Linked DNA regions of Mus musculus: regions 1 and 2 are each linked to region 3. A link is a contact called in public HiChIP or PLAC-seq data. All regions are on one chromosome and are shown on one strand. Each heading gives the region's core, a stretch centred on a gene start, on an enhancer-like site or on the middle of the called end of the contact. The rest is flanking DNA. Distances are from core to core; before and after follow the strand shown.

Region 1 (2,942 bases), core at 39-2,538, 160 kb after region 3:
TTTCCCCTCAGATAATAGAAACTAAAACCCACAATTTTTTGTTTTTGTTTTACCTGGTCTTTTATCAAGTCAGGGCTTTTCTTTGTAGCCCTGGTTATCCTGGAACTTGCACTGTTTGGCTTTTTGTTTTTGTTTTGTTTTGTTTTTTGTTTTTTTTTCAAAACAGGGTTTCTCTGTGTAGCCCTGGCTGTCCTGGAACTCCCTCTGTAGATCAGGCTGGCCTTGAACTCAGAGATTCACTTGCCTCTGCCTCCAGAGTGCTGGGATTAAAGGCGTGCAACACCACTGTCCGGTGGGGTTTCGGTTAGGGTTAGGTAACTTGTCCTGTTGACCAGGCTAAACTCAAACTCAGAGATCCTCCAGTCTCTGCCTACCCAGTGCTGGGAAACCTAGGGATTTTTAGGCTGGTGGAGTAGGCTAAAGTTCTGAGAGCGCATAGGAAGACACTTACAGTCTGGACAGCAGCCATTAAACGCCATCCTGCAGATGCCGCAGTTCTCATCATTGGCTACCCAGAGCCAAGTGGCCACACCATTCCAACATTTAATTTTCACCTTCATGACAACAGAGCCTGTGACCTGAGGGAAGAGGATGACCTGGAGTTAGTACGGAATACGAAAGCACCTAAGCTCAAAGTCATGGAGCTGCGGCAAGTGCTGCACTCGTCAAGAACGGCATCTTCCAAAATTCCGTGCGTCCCGACCAAAAAGAAAGAAAAAGGCACGTGTTTGTCTTTAAAGACGGCAAGGAGAGCCTGTGGGATTAATGGCACGAGTTTATTTTGCCACCTTTAAGGATGCCTTTAAAGATCTGCACTCATGTAGTCTGGCACGGTGGCACACGCCTCTAATCCCGGGGCAGAAGCAGATCAGCCAAACAGGAAACGAAAACAAACAAAAAAACAAAAACAAAACCTCCGCATCCACGCAAAACATTGGTTTTCACTAACCAGGGCCTCGCTTTTAAAGATATGGAAAGAGTGACTGTCACTAATCCGCGAAGTTAAAGCAGGGGTGAGGACGCCAGCTCGTCAGGAGACCGAGCCTTCGAGCAAAAACAACCAAGTCGGACCCACGGACCGGCCGGGACCCCCACGATCGCACGGTGAGGAGGGACGCGGGACGCGCACACTGCGCTGCACCCAGGCGACGCCCGAGGATCTTCCGGCCTCCCAGGGAGGCGCCCGCAGGCCCCGCCCCCTGCTCGCCCTCGCACCTCCGCGGCCTAATCACGAGGCGCCCCGCCCTTCCGTTGCCTCCGCGCGGGAATGTATAAAAACGACCGCGCCGCGTCGGGCTCCTCCGAAGTAGCGCCAGCCACCGCGGCGAGCCGTACGCAGGCGCTCTGCGGAATCGCGCGCGCCCAGACCAATCGCCGCTCGCTTCGGGCCCGCGACGCCGGAAGGCAGGGGGAGGCGCCGGAAGTGACGCCGCGGCGTGCTGACGCGCGGGCTCGATCCGAGGCCCGAATCCGCGCCCGCCATGGCCGACAAAATGGACATGTCTTTGGACGACATCATTAAGCTGAACCGGAGCCAGCGAGGAGGCCGCGGCGGGGGCCGGGGTCGCGGCAGGGCCGGCTCCCAGGGCGGCCGCGGCGGCGCAGTGCAGGCCGCCGCGCGGGTGAATCGAGGCGGCGGGCCTATGAGGAACCGGCCCGCCATCGCCCGCGGCGCCGCAGGCGGCGGCAGGAACCGGCCGGCGCCGTACAGCAGAGTGAGTGCGGGGACCTGCGGCGCGGGCCGGGGAGGGTGCGCCCGGGCCGGCCGGGACCGGGTGAGCGTCCCGCGCGGGACCGCGGCCGAGGGGTGGGCGGGGGCGAGGCCGTCCCGAGGCCAGGATCTTCCGGGACGCTTTGTCCGGTCGTGGTCCAGCCTCGTGGCGGCGGGGGCCGCTGCGAGAGAACTTGGGTGTCCGTAGCGGAGCGGCGGGGCTGGGGGACTCTCGGGGCTCCTCGACCTTGGCCGCGGGGCCGACGGGAGAGCGTCGCCGAGGTGTCGCGGGCTCCCGGGACGAGTCTCACGAGTGTCTCTGTGCTTACGGTTTCTCTCCAGCCGAAACAACTTCCCGACAAATGGCAGCACGACCTCTTCGACAGCGGCTTCGGGGGTGGAGCCGGCGTGGAGACCGGCGGGAAGCTGCTGGTGTCCAACCTGGACTTCGGAGTGTCAGATGCTGATATTCAGGTAGGAGACGGGAGCTCTCCGCTTTCCTCGTCCCACGCGGACGTGGGCTCCAGGATCCTTTACAGATTGGAACCTGCCCTCCCCTAGGCTGCCCAGAGCCAGCCACTGTCACCCTGAGAGCCTTGGCCTCAGAAAAAGTAGGGTTTGAGCACGACCCCATAAGCCAGGCTGCAGGAAGATGTCACACACTGTGTGTGTATGTGTGTGTGTGCGCGCGCCCCCCTAAAAATGAGTCCTGTCTGCTGTCCAAACTGTGAGCGCCTGCCCTGTGCCAGAGCTTACAGTTTCTAACCTGCACAGACTGGCCACAACTCCGGTCCCAGCATGACCGAAAGGTGCTTGCTTCTCAGATTTATGCTCGATATGGTGAACTGATAGGAGAAGGAAGTCCAGCATCTCCCAGATGCTGAGAAAGGTGGCTGAGAGTATCTTCCAGCCTGCGTCTCTGTGCTGGATCTTAACTGGCGATCTTTCCTGGGTCTTACCTGGGTCATGGTTCTCCATGCCTTCGAAATATTTTTTTTCTCTTCCCCTCCCTTCTTGGATTTTGTGTCTTTTTAAATTTCTTTATAAACTGGACCTCAGAGGCATTTAGAGTTCTCTGGTTACAAGGCATAATTTTGGGAATTAGCTTTGATATAGCCAGAACTGAGTCAGGTGTGCTGGGCCTTTCTGGGTACCGTTCCCCAGAGCCCAGCTGTTTGACCTCCCCATGGGAGAAAAGAACAAGGCTGGTGAGCACTCACAGTGTCTCAAC
Region 2 (2,772 bases), core at 150-2,649, 190 kb before region 3:
AGGCCTACTGTGCTTTCTCCTCGCTGCCCCTCGAAATTTAGGCATCCAAGCAGTGAGATCGTTTTTACGGGGAGCAAGCCCTGCCCAAGGTCACTGGTGATGTGGCCAAGTCCATCTTGGAACCAAACCACTGGTTATTCAAAGTCCTTGCCAAGAAGGGGCCACATGTATCTCGGTAGTGTCCTCAGTGCCCCTTAAGGGGTAGACTCATCCTTTGCACAGCATCCTAGCTGTGCACTAGTCACTGCTCATCCTGAGTGAGTCCACACACTTTTAGGACTGTCCTCGTTCCTCAACACGGACGGACCCAGCACCCACGGGACACCAGCCAACTTTGGGCCTGTACAATGATGCCGGGAGCCCTCGGGGATAACCTGCTCCCAACAGAAGAACTTTGGGAAAGCTAATGAGCCTGTGTTATGGGGAGAACCTTGCCGTTACGCTCAGACCAACCTGTTGTCCTGAAAGGGTTCCTGTCGGCCTGGGCCCTGCTGCCCTCTCCTTGCTTGTCACCCAGATTCCAAGCACTATCAGCTGTCCAGAGTTAACAGTTTCTTGAGCCTGTCTGTTGACTGGACCAGCATCCAGGCAGGCGCCTAGTCAACCCACTTGTCAGGTAAGAAAACAGACCGTGCCTGGTTTTCCTATCGGATGAGAATAGAGCAAACAGAGCCCACTCCGGAGGAAAACCCCACTTTCATGTGCCTAGTTTGGGTTAATAGTGGTGGCTGGGTAAGAGTTGATGAGTTTAAGATGGTAGAAAAGGTGGATGTAAAGAGATGAAAGAGACCCGAGGGCATACCTCCCCCAACGTGGCACCATTCCGAAGCGCACGTGTCCCTCTCTCTCACTGGGCGGCCTGCTGACGCCCGCTGGAGATTCGGGGTTCCAAGGAGGCTGTAGCATTCCCACCAAATATAGCCCAGGTTCCCCGGCCGTCCGGCCACGCTCCAACCCTCTTGGGCCGAGCTATTTATACTCTGGACGTTTGGTCGCCCAGGGCAGCTGCCCTCCTGGACGAAGCCCAGCCCCCGAGGGCTACCGGATGGATAGATAGGCGTCTACGAGGGCAGGGAAGCAGGATGCAAGCGCGCAACTGGCTGTTCATGGCCCTTTGGTGGAGCCGCAGTGGTGAGAAGGTTCTCCAAGTCAAGAAAGAATGGGGCTGGAGAACCAGGAGGAGAGAGGGTCAGGGGCCGGGAGCTCCAGGTCTGGATCCCCCGCCTGATGATCGAAGGCCCCAAACCTTGGGCGACTGGAGGCGGGGGGAGGGTCCCAGCCTCGCTCCGCGCGCCAAGCATCTCGCCGCGCCTACCTGTTACCGCCAGCCGCTGTATCTGCCTCTGTCCGCCTTGGCTGCCCGGCGCCGCGCCGGGGGCGACTTTAAGTGCTCTCATCCGTCGCGCGGCACGTCCCCCGCGCACGTCACCGCTGCCTGGCGCCGCCCCTGCCCTCCCCACCCGGACCCCGCGCCGCTGCCGGAGGGGGCGCCCTGGCCGCTGTTCCCCGACGGCGCGGACAATGCCATCTCCACTTAACAGGGAGACCAGGCTGGCACTCGCTCTATAGGCGCCCGGGGCCCGGGCCCCACCCAACGCAGACCTTCTCACTGTTCTCTTCCGCGCCCTTGGGCCGTGACTACCCACCTCTGCTTCCCATTCTACCCTCCATTTATCCCCTCCCAAGACTGTGGGCTCCTTCCATGATTCCTGCAAGAGAGTGGCAATGTCCTCGCTATCTCCGAGACTGGGACCTTTTGCCCTCCAGACCCTGGCCTTCTGGCCTGCGCCTTCTGCCGGGTGGCACACGCCCCCACCACACCTCATGCACACAGGGCTCCTGCCGCCTGCCTACTTCGGACTTTCGCCCCATCCAAACCACCATACCTTGCTCGTGCCTCAGCCTGGGCTATTGTGTGGCTGTGGCAGCTGTCTTCCCTAGTTAGGAAGACTCAGGCACCTTGGACTGACCGGGGATCTTGGGCAAGGCTGTCAACCTCCCTGAACTTCCGTTTTCCCCTGTGGTCGGGGCCCTGCAACAAAGTCAGATACAGGCACTGACACAGCCCTGCTCTGTCGCCCCTCAACTCCTATAGAAGTGATTTTTATGGGGGGATTTCTGCTCCACTCTAGCCTGTATAGCTCCCTGGGGGGCGGGGGGGGGGGCAAAGAAACCTGGTGTTTTTATTAACAAGCTGTAAGTTTAAACCGGGCAGGTTCTGAGATTGCTATAACATCCTAACTATAGACGCCACATTACTTGCCAACTGAGTCTTGCTGTGTTTGCTCTGCCCCATGAGTGTCCTCAGCGATTTTCTCTCGGCCACGTGCTCATGGTCCATCCTCCCAGACCATCCTGCCTCAAGGCAGGCCTCTTCCTTCCCCTGCCTTTTTCCTTTTCCTGGTACCTACTGGAGATACCCCTACTCATCTCAAGTTCCACCTTCCTCTCTTTCCTGCCCAGTCACAGGCTTTAGCCTTTTACTATCCAATCAGAAGTTATTGGGGAGCATTCTCCACAGCACATTGGTCAATACGCTGCCCATGTCCAGACTGCAACCTGATCTTGGGGCACAGAACTCTTGGGGCATCTGAATACACAGAGCACAAGAGCAATCCTAACACTCCCAGCCCAGTGTGGGAGATGAGGACAGGACAGCAGCTTTGCATGCTGCTCTACAAATGCTGACTTCCCGGAAAGGAACAGGATTGGGAGAGAGTAGAGCCATTCTGAGCTGGGAGAGTTCTTTCCAGTCCTCCGAGGGGTGCAAGG
Region 3 (2,736 bases), core at 95-2,594:
GTGTGGGGGAGAGAATACAGGCAAATTCAGGAGGATGAACATCTGACGCTGGTAGCAGCAGCAATAGTGGGTATCTAAGAATGAACATGGAACAAAAAAAAAACAACACAACCGTCCAGAGGTAGTTTGTGAACAGAGGAGAAGATGGAACCAGAACCATGGGGGGCAGGGAGGAGCGAAAAGGAGGGGGCGGCAAGGCTAGCTCCTTAGTGCCCTGCGGGAGGAAGGAACAGCCTAGAGTGGACTGGGGGAGGCGTGTTGGTGCCCGTTTGCCTTTGGTGGAGGCGAGAACAGGCCCTTACTCTGGAGATGGGCGGTAACCCCATCTGTCTAGTCTCAGGTGAGAACATTAAAGTGGGTGGAGCCAACATCATCCTACTTCCTGTTGTCAAGGGGCTCAGCCAACCCAGTGCATGATCTCTGTAGGGTGGGGCAGGAGGGGCTGAGAAACCCACCCGGTGATACTTTGGTGGGGACATGCTGGGATCTAAGCATCCCCTGCCCTGACCACACTGCTGCTGCTAGGTCAGCCACTGGGCCTTGTCAGAGTGAGATGGGGCCGGGGCCCCTTAAGGCCAGGGAATGCTCCCAGGACCCTCTACGGGGAAGCCAGGAACAGCAGGGCAGAAGGGACCCGCAAAACAAAGCGCCCAGAGAGCCACGGCTCTGAGGGAGGTGCGCAGCAGGCCGGGCTGCGGCTAAATGGGAAGTTAGCCTTGTCAGGATGGGGCAGGTGTGTTCGGGAGGAGGGCACAGGGACTGAGCCGAATCCTGCTCCCTTGGGTGCTGCGGAGCAGAGCCTGCAGCTGGTGCCTGGTGCGGTAGTGTGCAGTGGGGGCGGGGAGGGGCCTGGGAGCAGGGCTTCCAGTCCCAGGGGACAGCTGCTCCTCAGTGGCTATGGAGCAGGCGGCACTGCGAGTGGTGATCACTGCTCCTCCTCAGAGGACTCCTGGGAGATGCCCTCCTCTTCCTCCTTCTCCAGTTTCTTGGGTCTGCCCCTTGGTTTCCTCCCTGGAGCTGTGGTGACTTTCCGGGTCTTGGCGGCGCCCTTATTCTTGCTTCCCTTTGGTCGGCCCCGAGGTCTCTTCGGAGTTGGCACTTCACTGGGCTCTTTCTGACTCCCGACCAGCGCCGTCCCAGGACTCACCGGAGGCTGCTTGCGTGGCCTGCCCCGGCCTCGCTTCTCAGTCCCATCCTTTTCCTGCTTGGAGGCCAGGGGCTGGCTGGACTTTGAGCCCGACTCGCTCATTCTCCTTCTCTATGTGTGGGGCAGCACACAGTGAGTGCCTTCTTGGAGCCGCGCCAACACCAGAAATAGCCCCGACTCGGAGTCCCAATTAGAGGCGACTCTTGTAAATCTAAGCATGGATTCTGGGGTTTCCTGCCCCAGTTGCAAACCCTGAGTACCTCTGTGCATCTCCTCTTCTCTGAGCAGAGACCTGGTTCTTTGGAGCCAGTTAGGAGTAATCAGAGAATATTGTGCACCTCAACCCGTGTCTGGCGATTGTTTGAGGTGTGCTGAGGGTCTCTTGTCTTGTGTGTCAGGGTTCATGGAACAAGTACTCACGATCCAGTGAGTCATAGCAGGTCACACGACATCTGGGCCGGGCAGGAGGCTCAGATGCCTCATGGACAGCCCTGGGGAGGAGGTGTGCTCAGACTGCCGCCTTTCCCTTGCTCAGTCCAGGCTCTGCACTGAGACCGTGTGAGTCGCTGAAAGGAGGCAGCTGTACTTCCAGTGCTCTATAGTGCAGGGACAGCAGTACCCTTCCCCTGAGCATTCCTCCGCACTGGTCAGAAGGGTGCTCTGGGACCTTCCTGTGGCTCAGGGGACAGCATACACAGTGGGGGCCCGGAGCCCAATCATTTGCTGCTGCCTGGCAGTTTCCTCATAGCTAACAGGGACAGATCATGCCTGCTCACTGTGTCCTTGATCCCAGTCTGAGCAAACCACCAAGTCCTATAGCCAACCTCCAGGTGGCACTGAATACTGGTGTCTGGCCTGATCTATCCAGTAAGATCAAAGCCCTTCCCCTTCTATGACAAAAGCTGTGGATTGTGACCAACCTGCTGTCTGGTGGCCATCGGAACTCCTGGGAAATGGTGGCCTTTCAGGGATGCCAGTTGGCCACCAGGCAGGAGGAAGTGGTTTACCAGGAAGGGAGCATCAAGCTCCAACGTCTTGGGAAGACAGTCATCTGCTAGCTTCGCCCTTAGGAGCGCATTTCTCCTAAGATGTCTTCACCCTCCACAGCTCCTGCTCTATCTCCTGTCACCTATGTTGTCTGAAGACTTCTCTATCCAGAGTCATGTGCTGAGCCCTAACTACAACATTATGTGAGGACTGTTGTATAACAGTTTCCTTTGAAATTAAAACACCCCATCCTGCATGGAAGTTCCTTAAGTAGGGATGCAAACAACTCATATAGTTTCAGGAAGTTCCTGAAACTGACCAATTTCACAAGATCCCTTGCTGTCAGGGTAAGCAACAAAAGCTGAGAGTCTCTCTCAGACAAACCAAGCAGCAAAGAAGAAAGACTGCAGATCAGAGCCCAGAAGACGCAAAAGTCAGCTGAGTTACCTACCTACTGTCGTCATCTCCACTCCGAGCCGGTGGTGACAAGAACGACACAGGCACCAAGTCGGGTTCATGCAGCAACATCTTTACTTCAGGCTCTTTCTTTTACAGCTCTCTTCCCCAGCAGCTTCTTCTTAGGGGAAGGGCTAAACTACTCA

The links. HiChIP or PLAC-seq counts read pairs in DNA pulled down with a chosen protein or histone mark.
Region 1: a contact with region 3 is called in an HNF4G HiChIP or PLAC-seq map of pancreatic cancer cells. The contact joins the promoter of Anapc11 here to the promoter of Hmga1b in region 3. A contact is called at or near these places in 24 of 39 promoter capture datasets (the 3T3-L1 cell line, 3T3-L1-derived adipocytes, the C10 cell line and 16 more), 2 of 15 datasets of contacts at CTCF or cohesin (the G1E-ER4 cell line and embryonic stem cells), 7 of 484 Hi-C or Micro-C datasets (the G1E-ER4 cell line, the HL-1 cell line and embryonic stem cells), 21 of 115 datasets of contacts at active chromatin or transcription factors (the 230-238 cell line, the HPC-7 cell line, the NIH/3T3 cell line and 13 more) and 3 of 9 other capture datasets (adipose tissue, liver and pancreatic islet).
Region 2: a contact with region 3 is called in an HNF4G HiChIP or PLAC-seq map of pancreatic cancer cells. The contact joins the promoter of Slc16a3 here to the promoter of Hmga1b in region 3. A contact is called at or near these places in 7 of 39 promoter capture datasets (the 3T3-L1 cell line, cranial neural crest, embryonic stem cells and 2 more), 1 of 115 datasets of contacts at active chromatin or transcription factors (pancreatic cancer cells) and 3 of 9 other capture datasets (adipose tissue, liver and pancreatic islet).

What each region holds. Positions count from the first base shown.
Region 1 is chr11:120,596,878-120,599,819 of GRCm38.p6, reverse strand. It overlaps Anapc11 (anaphase promoting complex subunit 11), which reads right to left and starts at 1,288. Exons shown (of 3, transcript NM_001038230.2): 1 at 950-1,288; 2 at 452-578. The coding sequence starts at 560. Alyref (Aly/REF export factor) reads left to right here and starts at 1,455. Exons shown (of 6, transcript NM_011568.1): 1 at 1,455-1,715; 2 at 2,054-2,185. The coding sequence starts at 1,482.
Region 2 is chr11:120,947,694-120,950,465 of GRCm38.p6, reverse strand. It overlaps Slc16a3 (solute carrier family 16 (monocarboxylic acid transporters), member 3), which reads right to left and starts at 1,399. Exons shown (of 6, transcript NM_001038653.1): 1 at 1,316-1,399.
Region 3 is chr11:120,761,402-120,764,137 of GRCm38.p6, reverse strand. Hmga1b (high mobility group AT-hook 1B) reads right to left here and starts at 1,344. Exons shown (of 2, transcript NM_001166477.1): 1 at 1,148-1,344; 2 at 1-1,114. The coding sequence starts at 1,249. The coding sequence ends at 926.